4 separate regions of the Mus musculus genome follow, and all the other regions are linked to region 1. A link is a contact called in public HiChIP or PLAC-seq and promoter capture Hi-C data. All regions are on one chromosome and are shown on one strand. The core of a region is the stretch at or near the end of the contact, and the rest is flanking DNA. Distances in the headings are between cores, read along the strand shown.

Evidence for each region. Promoter capture Hi-C pulls out the DNA fragments that hold promoters and counts their contacts. HiChIP or PLAC-seq counts read pairs in DNA pulled down with a chosen protein or histone mark.
Region 2: a promoter capture Hi-C map of pre-B cells shows a contact between it and region 1, with 3 times the contacts expected there. The contact joins the promoter of 1110002L01Rik here to the promoter of Dnajc27 in region 1. A contact is called at or near these places in 5 of 39 promoter capture datasets (the 3T3-L1 cell line, the C10 cell line, hippocampal neurons and 1 more), 3 of 484 Hi-C or Micro-C datasets (CD4 T cells, pro-B cells and uterus), 1 of 115 datasets of contacts at active chromatin or transcription factors (epiblast stem cells) and 1 of 9 other capture datasets (liver).
Region 3: a contact with region 1 is called in a promoter capture Hi-C map of pre-B cells, with 4 times the contacts expected there. The contact joins the promoter of Fam228b here to the promoter of Dnajc27 in region 1. A contact is called at or near these places in 2 of 39 promoter capture datasets (hippocampal neurons and pre-B cells), 2 of 484 Hi-C or Micro-C datasets (CD4 T cells and the N1E-115 cell line) and 1 of 115 datasets of contacts at active chromatin or transcription factors (neural tube).
Region 4: a contact with region 1 is called in an H3K27ac HiChIP or PLAC-seq map of embryonic stem cells, with 5 read pairs. The contact joins the enhancer-like site here to the promoter of Dnajc27 in region 1. A contact is called at or near these places in 1 of 115 datasets of contacts at active chromatin or transcription factors (embryonic stem cells) and 1 of 9 other capture datasets (embryonic stem cells).

The regions. Positions count from the first base shown.
Region 1 is chr12:4,081,266-4,084,365 of GRCm38.p6, reverse strand. It overlaps Dnajc27 (DnaJ heat shock protein family (Hsp40) member C27), which reads right to left and starts at 1,792. Exons shown (of 7, transcript NM_153082.4): 1 at 1,493-1,792. The coding sequence starts at 1,579.
Region 2 is chr12:3,425,324-3,428,023 of GRCm38.p6, reverse strand. It overlaps 1110002L01Rik (RIKEN cDNA 1110002L01 gene), which reads left to right and starts at 1,277. Exons shown (of 3, transcript NR_030694.1): 1 at 1,277-1,523. Asxl2 (additional sex combs like 2, transcriptional regulator) reads right to left here and starts at 1,167. Exons shown (of 13, transcript NM_001270988.1): 1 at 812-1,167. The coding sequence starts at 868.
Region 3 is chr12:4,767,855-4,770,554 of GRCm38.p6, reverse strand. It overlaps Fam228b (family with sequence similarity 228, member B), which reads left to right and starts at 1,321. Exons shown (of 7, transcript NM_175431.5): 1 at 1,321-1,649; 2 at 2,034-2,165. The coding sequence starts at 2,058. It overlaps Pfn4 (profilin family, member 4), which reads right to left and starts at 1,260. Exons shown (of 4, transcript NM_028376.4): 1 at 286-1,260. The coding sequence starts at 402.
Region 4 is chr12:4,718,624-4,721,577 of GRCm38.p6, reverse strand. Fam228a (family with sequence similarity 228, member A) reads left to right here. Exons shown (of 8, transcript NM_029107.3): 7 at 2,860-2,954. Among named protein-coding and RNA genes, the nearest start is that of Fam228a, 18 kb to the left of the region's middle. Within about 2 kb of position 1,492, at least 39 of the 459 cell types and tissues checked have an H3K27ac peak or open chromatin away from gene starts, as enhancers often do. A contact at or near this core is called in embryonic stem cells, where this site is marked.

The sequences.
Region 1 (3,100 bases), core at 543-3,042:
AGATACATGCACGTGAATGCAGGTGTCAGTATAATGCAGAAGAGGGTATCAAATCCCCTAGAGCAAGATACAGGCAGCTGTGGGCCACCCATTTGACACAGTTGTTGGGACTGAATGCAAGAGTAGCAAGTGCTTCTAATTGCTGAGCTGTCTCTCAGCCCTCATTAAGCCTCATTTAATTCAAGAATTTTTATGGTTTTCAATCTTCGGGGACGAAAAAAGTTATTTCTAATATTTTCCCCTCCAATTTGATTGTGATTGTGTGTGTGTGTGTGTGTGTGTGTGTGTGTGTATGGGGTATCATTCCCCAGTGGTTATCCACGTTCCTTTTGGAGACAAGGTCTCCGTGGGACCTGAGGCTTGCTGATCAGGCTCCTTGGTCGGGGGTCCGGGGACCCAGCAGTCTGTGCTTGCCTACCACTGGGATTAGCAGTTTTCTGCAGGACTCCTGGGAACAGAACTGCTATTCACACTCACACTGCACCAACTCACAATATTCCCAACTCTCCTGCCTTTGTAAAACAGAGCTGGAAAATAGTCAATAGTCAATAAATGTTAATCTTCAGCAACTGTTTTGTTAACACATACATGAAGGTCCATATGTAGAACGGGAGCACGCTAAATTGTATAACAGCAATAAACACTTCCTGAGCATCTTCTAGCACAGAGCACTGGCTTACATAGTAGTATGCAAACGCTCCCATTAGAGGTCTTCTGCGTTTGGTTTAGTGAAGACTCCACTTCGGATGCCTTCCCTGTCTGTCGACCTTGGGAATTCTTAACCAACAGTTTCCCAACGTTAAGGGAAGAAAACGAGTAACTGGCATCTAAATTCATTTAGGAAAGGCCTCCCTTCCCAGATGAGAGGAAGTTTAGTAGCTAATAAGCAGCAAATGATACAGAAATGATACACTCAGAAAGATGGTATTTTTTTAAAAAAAAAGACTCCTCCGAGAAAAATGGACGTGACAATACAAAAAATTAAAAACACAAGATCTAGGGCTGTCAGTGCATGTCCCCTGAAACACACTAGGTTGTTGTGCTCTGGTGGTGGGAACATAGACTCCAGGCTGTTCAGGGCTACATTTTTTAGAATCTAACACCTCCCTGGCATCTCTTTAAACAGCAAGGCTGGCAACCACTCTCCCCAACCCGCAGGACCTCGTCCCCTCTCAGGGGAAAAACAGATTTGGTATGTAAACTGATCATTCGACATCGGAATCTAATTACTACCTTCAAATTACAATCAAAGATCAGAGGCCACCCTGACACCTTTTAGGGACAGTGACGTCAGTAAAGAGCCAGCAGCCCAAAGGTCAAAAAGGTCAAGATAGTTTTCCTCTGGAGGCCGCAAGCCCCAGTGAGCTCAGGATGCTAAACTAAGCAGAGAGGAGGCGGAGCTTCAAGCTTTTGAGTGGCGGCTCTCCTAGCCAATGGGAATGTCGCTCTCACAGCACGCGGAGGTCCTGCCCTCGCAGCACGCGGTACTCACTTTCCCCACTTCGGCGTTGCCCATGGAGATGACTTTGATGCGGAGGGACTTGGCGGGCTCCTTCCTCTTCGGCACGTTGGTCTCCATCGCCCTCGCTCTGCCGGGGCCGCGGGTTGTGGTGTCCTTACGCACCCAGCCAGCCTGGAGTCCCTCAGGCCTCCTCGCCCAATGACGGAGCCGCTGTGCTCGTCACCACCCTGGCTCCGCGGCTCGCCATCCCCACCGCTGCCTGGCCGCGGACGGACGAGGGCGGTTGGGAAGCGGCGAGCCGCGGAGGGCGAGCGGAGTCTCGCGATGACTGCGCGCCGTGACGTCATTGCGGGGCCCGGGAGGACTGGGTCTTGGGGTCCTGTTGGGCCAGTGCGGCCCGGTTGCAGGCGATTGGGGTTTCTTTGCCTGGCATCAAGATTGGTCTGTACATGGTGGCAGAAATAGAGCGGCTGTCACGGGGAGTTTTTGACATTTAGTGTAAGGCCCAGTCATGCCAAAGGCTTTTTTTTTCCTGGAATCTTCACCGATGGGTGCCTCTGCTGCCATCCTCCTCTCCGTCAGTACAGTGACTGCAGACTACAGTTTCTGCAGAGGACTGAGCCCAGGATCACAGTGGATTCTGCGGATGTCCCAGTCACCTAAAGATGGTATCCGAGCAAACGCACGCTTTAATTCTGGCACTCAGGAGGCAGAGGCAGGCGGATCTCTATGAGTTCAAGGCCAGGTGGAGCTATATTGTGCAATCCTGTTTCAAAATAAATATATAAAAACCTTTATGTATAAATTGTACATGTGTAGAAAGCTTTATGTAACTTATGCACATCCTCAGCCTACTTGTGTCATCTCACATTATCTGCCCCACTGTCTTAGGGTTACTGTTGCTGTGAAGAAACACCATAACCAAGGCAACTTGGGGAGAAAAGGGTTTAACTTGGCTTACACATCAAAAAAAATTTGGACAGGAGAGATAGGAAAGGAAGCTGGGGGCAGGAGCTGATGCAGAGGCTGTGGAGGAGTGCTGCCTAGTGGCTTGCTCCTCATGGCTCCGTTCAGCCTGCTTTCTTACAGAAGTGAGTTTCTTGGCTTCTACCCAAAACCCAAGAAAGCCAGCATAACTACTCAATACAAAGTAAATGCTATTACAATGTAAATATCATTCTTATGTAAATAGTTGTTAGTCTATATTGTTGTCCTTTAGGGAATAATCACACACAAAAAAGTATCTGTTTAGTACATAATCACCCCTCCCCTGATTATTCTTAATGGACGGTTGCTTCAATCTGCAGACAGCCTGCAAAGGCTTCATCGAAGAAGGTAGCATCAGATGAGAATTGGGAGTCTGACCCTGGTTCTGGAAAAGGACCTTGAACAAGACTCTTTCCTGGTTGAAAACCAGAGTTGCCTTTTGGAGCAGAGGCAGTGTGTGTGTGTGTGTGTGTGTGTGTGTTAATTTTCCCTCTCTGGCATCAGTCTAATGGCCCCCATCCTCAGGAGGAAGACTGGCTGGATAGTTCTTAAGGTTTGTCCAGCTCTGTGATGGTGTGGGATTCTCACAGCTGCCAACATCCAGGCTTAACCCAGAATCTTGTTCCCTTTCCCCTTACCTGACAAGATAAG
Region 2 (2,700 bases), core at 28-2,527, 660 kb after region 1:
AGAAGAAAAGAAATGAAAAGAAAAGAAAAGAAAAGAAAAGAAAAGAAAAGAAAAGAAAAGAAAAGAAAAGAAAAGAAAAGAGGAGGGGAGGGGAGGAGAGAAAAGGAAAGGAAAGGAAAGGAAAGGAAAAAGGAAAGGAGAAAAAGAAAGCCAATAAACTACACGTCCCACCATGCATTGCAGCCTTACTCAGAGTAGGTCTCTACGGAAACAGAAAAAAAAATTCTGAGTCCCACCTGTTACTTCGTTTCTAAACACCTCCTGCACTTTCAGCTCTCACAGCAAACACAAAAGCCTCGTGACCTCACATTGGCTCCCGGAGCAAGATAAGCGGGGGCCCCGGTCTGGCAGCACCTCTGCCTCGACAGGAGAACGCCACCGAGCTCAAGCGCTCCCCTCTCCTTTCCGGGGCTGGAAGCACGCACAAACCGCCTCCTGTCTGCATCCAATCGGGGCTCTCCGAGGCGCACAAGGGAGAAGAACCGGTTACTGGGCAAGCACAACACACAGGGCCGAGACAAGGGGTAACAGTGTAGGGGCGACAGCGACATGACCCCGAAAGGCAACCTCACAACACCGAGGAGGTCCAGTCGTAGCCACCGCGAGAAGTCGCAGTCGCGCGACGGATTCCTCGCGCCGACGCCTCGGTCTCCTCACGGCTCTCCAACGCGCCCGTAACTGCCGCTCTCTGCGCGCGCTTTCCTGATCCTCAACCCGGTCGCGGGGCCAAGTGACCTCCCTTGCCTTGCGACGGGTGGCCGGCGAGAAAACGAACTCCTGCCAGCCTTTCTCTCTGCTCCCTCCTCCTTACCGTCTTGGCGGCCTCCGCCCAGGTCCTGCCCTTCTTCCTACGGCCCTTTTCCCTCATGTCGGTTCTGACTGACTGGGAGGCTTCCGTGCCCCGGCTCCGGCTGCGTTCCCTCGCCTGCTGCGCCCTGCACTGCTTTTCCCGCGGTGCCAGGAAAGGTGGGAGAAAGGGGAAGTCGGACCCGAGAAGCAACTCAGCGAGCAAGCGGCCGCGGAGGCGCGCAGTGGCGGGGGTAGGGGGCTCTACGGGGTGGCCGGTCCTGCTGCCGCTGCCACTGCTACCGCCGCTGCCATATTGGGTTCTTACTGTACAAGCAGCTTCTGTGGTCACGTGACCCCTGCCGCGCGGCCGTCACTACTGTACGCTGCAGGCCGCGCGAACGAGCGCGCACTTGCGCGCGCCCCCAGCCTCGGCGTCGGACCGGCAGGCTGCAGCAGTTAGCCACGCCCCTGCACTTCCGGTGTCTCCGCATCGAGCCCTTGCGCACGACGGAGGGCGGCCCATGGTCTGTGGGTCGGATGTCTGGCGGTCACACCCGCCGGGAAGATCTTCTGGCGGAAACAGAATCTGCTCCTTTCGGGAAAGGCTGATTGCGCGGTTACGTGCAGCGTGTGTTGAGGAGTGGCTCTGGAAACTTAAAGAGCCCGACGATCAAGTGATCTTGCCAACTACCGTTTTAATCAGCATGTTTTATTTTGTTGTGGTACAGGCTCAGGTAAGGCGGACCTTAAACTCCGAACTTCTGTCTCCCATTACTGGTAATTACAGGCATGCATCGTCTTGTCCTCAAGTTCATTTTTTACAAAGCTTATCTTTTTGAAGACGTACCGCGTGCAGTTCTTGTCTATTATTAATCTGATTAATAGATGAGACAGGTTAGATTGATTTACCAACTCTCTAGTATAGGATGTGAATATACCAAAAACTAAGTTGTTAGCTACCAAGCCTTGTCTCGCAAAGTAAATAGACCTTTTTTAGGCCAACAGAAACCACGTTTATGGCTCAGAGGATAAGTGCACTGACTATTCCGGAGGTTCTGAGTTTAATTCTCAGCAACCACATGGTGGCTCACAACCATGGGATCCGATGCCCTCTTCCGGTGTGTCAGCTACAGTGAAGACAGCTACAGTGTACTCATACATAAAATAAATATTTTTTAAAAAGGAGTTTAGAAATCGCATTGTGTTTTTACATGTGATTGGTATCATCAAAGAAGTATGTTTTATCTCCCTTGGCACAGAGCCTATATGTATCAGGAATCCGTTAAATATTTGTTGAATGGTTCAGCTATGTCTAGTCAAGAAACTATTCACTCTTCATAATGTCAGTAACACCCTCCTGAATATCCAGAACATTTTATCTCTGATTATCTGTTCTTGTAAACAACATAGAGGAGAATGCACAGCGGCTAGGGATGTGGCTCAATGCAAGCTCTCCGCCTCCCATGGGTACTGGGGATTGAGCCTGCAGGCTAGCATAAGCCTTCTACCACTCAGCTGTACTCCAGCCATTCTGTTGTTTTTACATAGGCAGCGTCCCCCTAAATTATCCAGACTGTTCTTGAATTCGTTCTGTAGCTTAGGCAAGTGTACACGGATTTCTATCTTCATGCACACCAGAAGAGGGCATCAGATCTCATTACAGATGGTTGTGAGTCACCATGTGGTTGCTGGGAATTGAACTCAGGACCTCTGGAAGAGCAGTCTGTGCTTTTAACCGCTGAGCCATCTTTCCAGCCCCCAGCTTCGGCAAGTTTTGACCTTGCAATCCAAATTATTCAGCCTCCATAGTACCGGGGATTGCAGGCCTTCACCATGAAGGCACATCTCTAGTGATAACCTGTTGTCTAGAATGTAGGCGCTCCCTAGATGGGTTTCAGCAGTTCATAGAAC
Region 3 (2,700 bases), core at 72-2,571, 690 kb before region 1:
TGTGTGTGTGTGTGTGTAATCCATGAGTTGATATTAGTAATTAAGATAGCAGAATAAGAATCTGTGCTTACCCGTGAGGTTACCAAAGAAAGCAGGCATATGTATGAAATTGTTGCCACAGAAACTATCGTACTTTGTGAATTTATCATTACTCAATAAATTCTGACATTGTTGAAACATGTTCGGATGTTACATAGCTTACAACACATACATGAAGATAACATATAAAATCCAACACTCTATATGCTAACCTAAAAAATATTTTTAAGAAGCTTTCACCCTTACACTAAATCCTGGTGATGTCACACACAGGGTCTTTTCCTGGAGTTTGATGAGGGCTGCGCTGTCCACGTGTTTCGTCCCCAGCAGGGTATCTAACAGTAAGTTCTGCAAGTGACTCATGCTTCTTCGGCTCTGAACCAGAACCTGCAGCTGAAGACTCCACGAGGGACAATACAAGTGCTTCTTGTGTACGTTCCAGCTTATTATCAGTGTGTGTCCTCTAAAACGGTGGACGAGTGAAAATAGTGGTCCATCATCCAGGGTTCACCAGTACTCAGAGGGGAAGAAAAACTATTATAGAAAAATCAGAATTCACAGAATGGTTTATGAAGGTGAGTTTGAAAAAAAAATCAGAGCCTCAATATTTTTATCTATTTAATGATTTACCTGAGATTTAAAAACAAAGGTCTATGCCTATTATTTTGGGTACTCTAAGGGCAGGAAGGTCACAAGTTCAAGGCCAAAGAGACCCTGTCTTAGAAAAATAAAGATCTGCGAATAAGTCCTCCATTCAATTCTCAGCTCCGCAAAAATGAACAAACAAATAAATAAAAGTAAAATAAAGTAAAAACAAAAAAAAGCAACCAGTTATCCACAAAATCTCAAAACCACTCAAGGTGCACCACCGATTTAAAAAAGATACTCTTTTCATTCCTCCTCCTTGGCCAGCATCAACGCTGTAGACAAGACACCGGTCAACAAACCTGAGCTCTAAGACCACCTTGGAGGCTCTTTAGAGCTACATTTACTGCTCATGTGCTGCCATCTTGGACGGCCCTCAAAGGGTCAACCGCCACAAACACTCTTTTGCCGCAGGTTCCTAGTAAGGCGAACGACTCTCTCCCGCCGCTGCCTTCGGAGGACTAATTGATGGGAGGCCGGTAGCCTAACTGAATCCTGAGTCCTGGAGGCCGGGAACTAAACACAGAGTAGGGGCTACAAGAGGAGACGAGGCTCCGCTAGGGGCGGGCGTAGCACGGATCTGAAAAGCTGATTGGCTGCGATAGCTGCCTGTTAGCGCGAGACAGTTCCACTGCCTCCTTTTCGACTCGCCTCGCTCCCAGGCCAGAGGGCTGCACTGCTCCGTGCTGTTCGGCGAGGTGCGCGCGCGTTCTCGTCTTCCCGCTGGCCGAGGGGCGCGTAGGGGTGGCGCCGCGTCCCAGGAGACAGAGGTCCGAACGCCCGCGCGTTCCGAATCCAAGGTCTCGGGCTGAGGCCGCGGGCTCACTGTGGTGCGGAGAGCCGAAGGGCAGGCCCACCGCCAGAGGGGGCTGAAGGACCTGTGGAAGCCTGCGCGGCAGGACGGCCCGCGCACGCGGTCTGTGTCGGAGCCGGCGAATCGCGAATCGGGGGCCCGGTACTCCCGGGTGAGCGGGCCTGGTACCCTAGATTCATCATGGGCGCAGACCCACAAGTCTTCTTCTCCCTCACATGCAGGCCCCGGGGAGGGCTTTGGATCTCTTGGAGCTTGAAGGTCCCAAATTCCCTTCTTTCTCTAAGTTCATTTGTCAGTAGCTTGAAAGCGGCAACTCATCAGCATTCATGTCATATCAAACCTAGAAAACTGCTGGGAACTAGATTCCTAGCCAGGAGGGCTTCAAGAGAGCCCTGTTTCAAGCCAATTGGAAGGGACACATGGACGGGCAGTTTTCCAAGACTCGTTCCCTAAGTGCCCAAGGTCATGAGTGTTGATTATTAAACCGCGGAGAAAATTACTGTGAATTTTAATTACAAAATAAATGCTATTTTAGCTTTTCTAGGGACTGTGTTACTTGATGACCACAATGAAAAATAGGAGCCAAGATGATATGGTGACGGGCACACTCCCCAAGCTCAAGAGCTCCAAAGAATGGTTGGAACCACAGTCGCTTTCTTTTATGGAGGTACAGTTGTATGACTGTTGAGGTCCTTGCTTAGAGATGTGCCTTGTGCATAAGTTTTATTTTTCTTTCTATTTTACTCTATTGGATAGAACCTATCTATCCCCATTAACTCTACTAACTTTGTTACTTACTTACTTTGCTCTTTAAGAGCTTAAAGTAGAATCATATACCATTGATTATAAATTTTAACAATATAACAAAGCTGATAAAAACCTACTTAAAGCCGGGCGTGGTGGCACACGCCTTTAATCCCAGCACTCGGGAGGCAGAGGCAGGTGGATTTCTGAGTTCAAGGCCAGCCTGGTCTAGAGAGTGAGTTCCAGGACAGCCAGGGTTACACAGGGAAACCCTGTCTCGAAAAACCAACCAACCAACCAAAAACCCCTATTTAAACCTGGATATGTTGTATTTTTCTTCCTAAAGAGTTTTATTAAGGTATAATTGGTGTAAAATAAATACACTTGAAATGCATAACGATAAATTTTAACGTGTGTATGTTCCTGAAGCCAGTTTTACACATCAAGATAACAAATAC
Region 4 (2,954 bases), core at 243-2,742, 640 kb before region 1:
CTCTCTTTTTGCCGCTCCTCCCATTCTTTGAGTTCCTGTATTCTTTGCTCAAGGTTCTGCCTCCACATTTTAATTTTTTCTTTATTTTGTTATCCATTTTATTTTTGATTGATTAATTTTAAAAGGTTATTCTCCAAGTCTTGCTTCCAATTCTCATTATTTTCTCTCTGCTGCTCAGTCTGATCTGTGAGCTGTTGTCCTTTGTTCTAGCATCTTTTCTAGCTAGAACATTTTCATCTATCTGTCTCTTATTCTGATCTATAATTTCCTGTGTCTTCAACTCTAGTGTTTCCTCTAGGCCAGGTTGCCAAGTCTTAAATTTTTCTTTCTGTTGTTCATTTTGCTCTATAATTACCTGTATCTTCTGTTCTAGGCCCTCCTTCCACAATCTTAGCTTCTCTTTATGTTGTAATTCTGATATGGTGGCATCTGCCTTATGTTGATTTAGTAAATTATCCTCTAGACTTTGCTTCCAAATTTTATCTCTGTCTCCTTGCTGTTCAATTTGATGTGTGAATTGTTGAATCCTTTTTTCTAGTGTCTCTTCCAGCTCCTGTGGCCAACCTTTATTTTCTTCTTTCTGTTGCTTATCTTGACCTATAAAATCCAGAACCTTTAGTTCTAGTGTTCCCTGTAATCTTTTTATCTAGGTCCCTGTCCTTTGAGAAGACATAGTAGATCAAGAGGATAAATAGTTCAATAAATGACAAGGTGTCTATTTCCTTTAAATCCATCCCTGTCAAACCATTTAGAATATCATCCCTTAAAGCCCAAAAGGTATTTACTGTGTTTCTTATCTGTAACTATCGATGTATGATGCTTATTACCTCATCCAGAGCCCTTTGTACCTTTGTCTCCCTCTGTGTTCAATTCAGAGTCTGGCTGTCCATGTCCTTTGTAGATGCCGGGGATACGGGGAAGCAAACACAGAAAGGCTCTCTCAGGCGGGTGTAGATGCCCCAATCAGTTCACTGTGTCTGCCCAAGTCCAGTTCCAGGATGCAGTGCTGCCCCTGGTGGCAGCTGTCTACCTGGGGCTTGGGGAGAGAGCCTCTCTGCAGTTCTCTGTAGGCCCCTCAGACCCAGTCAGCTTTCAATCTACACACTGCTGCAGCCTAGATGGCTGCCCCAGCCTTGTATTAGGGGGGAGGGGGAGGGGCAGTGATCTTTTATCTCAGATTAGTTGAGTTCTAATCGACGCCATTTTGTTTCGGTAAATCTCCAACCTCAGTACTCCCAAGCAAGGAAAATGCAACTCAGTAGTATATTTATAAACTGCACATCCATATTGGGCAGATATGCCTCTACACCACTTTCCTTCCCATCTATGAAATCCCTGCTACTTGCAGTTTCTCCAGGCCATGCGCTTCTGCCCCATCTTCCTTCCAGCTCTCCCCTTCTGTCTTTGCAGACTCCTCAAACTCCTCCTCGGCTCTTCTTGTCTTGCCCGGGAAAACCCGCCTCCTCATTTTCTGCCCAGTGATTGGCTATTTTTCATCTTTCTCAGCCAATCAGATAATTAAGGGAAATTCCTCTACAGTACCGCCCCTCAACAAGCCGACCTAGAGAGTTGGGTGTTGTGGTAATTTCTTACCCTAATAAGCCCGTATAAAGAACATATAATCTAATTATTATATTTATAAGCTATACGTCTAGATCAGGCAGATCTATCACTATATTGATTTATTCCCCAGCTACGAGATCCCTCGTTTGTGTTTTGTCCAGGCCATGTGATTCTGTTCTATCTTCTTTCCTCCTCCTCTTCCTCTGTTCTCTGAGACTCCCTGTCCCACCTTTCCCCTCCACTGCCCGATCATAGGCCCTAGCCTTAATGTGACCGGTCAGAATGGGGGGAAGGGTCAGTGATGTCACCTGAGGGCATGATCTACTCCTGGGGCAGCTCCTCTTGAGGAAGTGGAATTAACATCAAATACAAACAGCAGCAGGGCAACCCACACCAGCAGGGCTGTGTCCTGTTTATCTTGATGTTTTCAGTGGCTAGAGGACAATGAACAAATTCTTATGAGATAGATAAGGGGGTGGGAAAGAGAAGGGTTATCTCCTCAGTAGGGATAGGCCGCGTCTCTCTGAGAGGACAAATCTTCTGGAGGGTGCCTCGTTTAACAAAGGAAAGAACTTGAGAGTGATTCACTAGACTAACCAGGAGCAGTGGATTGCAAAAAGCAGAATCTGTCTCAAGTGAAAAAGTGGAGAAGGCCCCTTATCTAATCATCGAGAAAGCCCAGCAGCTTGAGGACCGCGGCCCCTGTCCTCTCCTCCAGAGACCTTGCTTCTTACTGTCGCTTCTCCTTAACAAACGGCTTAGTTTCTGTTCTCTGCTTTGTGTATGTGCTGCCGGTGAATTGTGCATTCTCCCTAGCTTCCTGGTCTAAGGACCTACAGGCTGCCTGGTGGCATCTCTGTTCAAGCGTGGTCTCAGGATTGATGCGCCTCCTCAGCTGGAGAAAGGCGTGACTCACCTGTGGCACTTGACAGTTTGGAAGGATAAAGTTTGAAATCAAGTAGCTTCAATTGCTTTGGGCCTCTGATAGGGCAGCACAGTGCAGCAGGAGTTTCTGTAGGGTTAGACTGCTCAGGAAACAGGGAGAAAGGGGAAGGAAGAGAACAGAGTTCCACAGTCCCTTCACCCTCAGACTTCAGCAACTCTACTCTAACCTCATCCTTAAGGTCCACAGCATTCCCATGTGAACCGTTAGGGAACATTATCCTTAGCAGAGCAGATGGCCAGGCACCAGCGATGTCTAGCCAGACCTTTCTTTTCACAAAATGAATAGCATATTCATCGAATAACGTTTGAATGGTAGAATTGAGTTGAGATTTTCCCCCCCTCTTTTCTCAGTTCTGAAAAACCTGTCTTTACATTAAAGTCTCATCTGCCTAAGGAAGAGAAGACTGTCAGTCGAAGCCAGCTTGTTTTTGAAAGGCAGTTCAGAG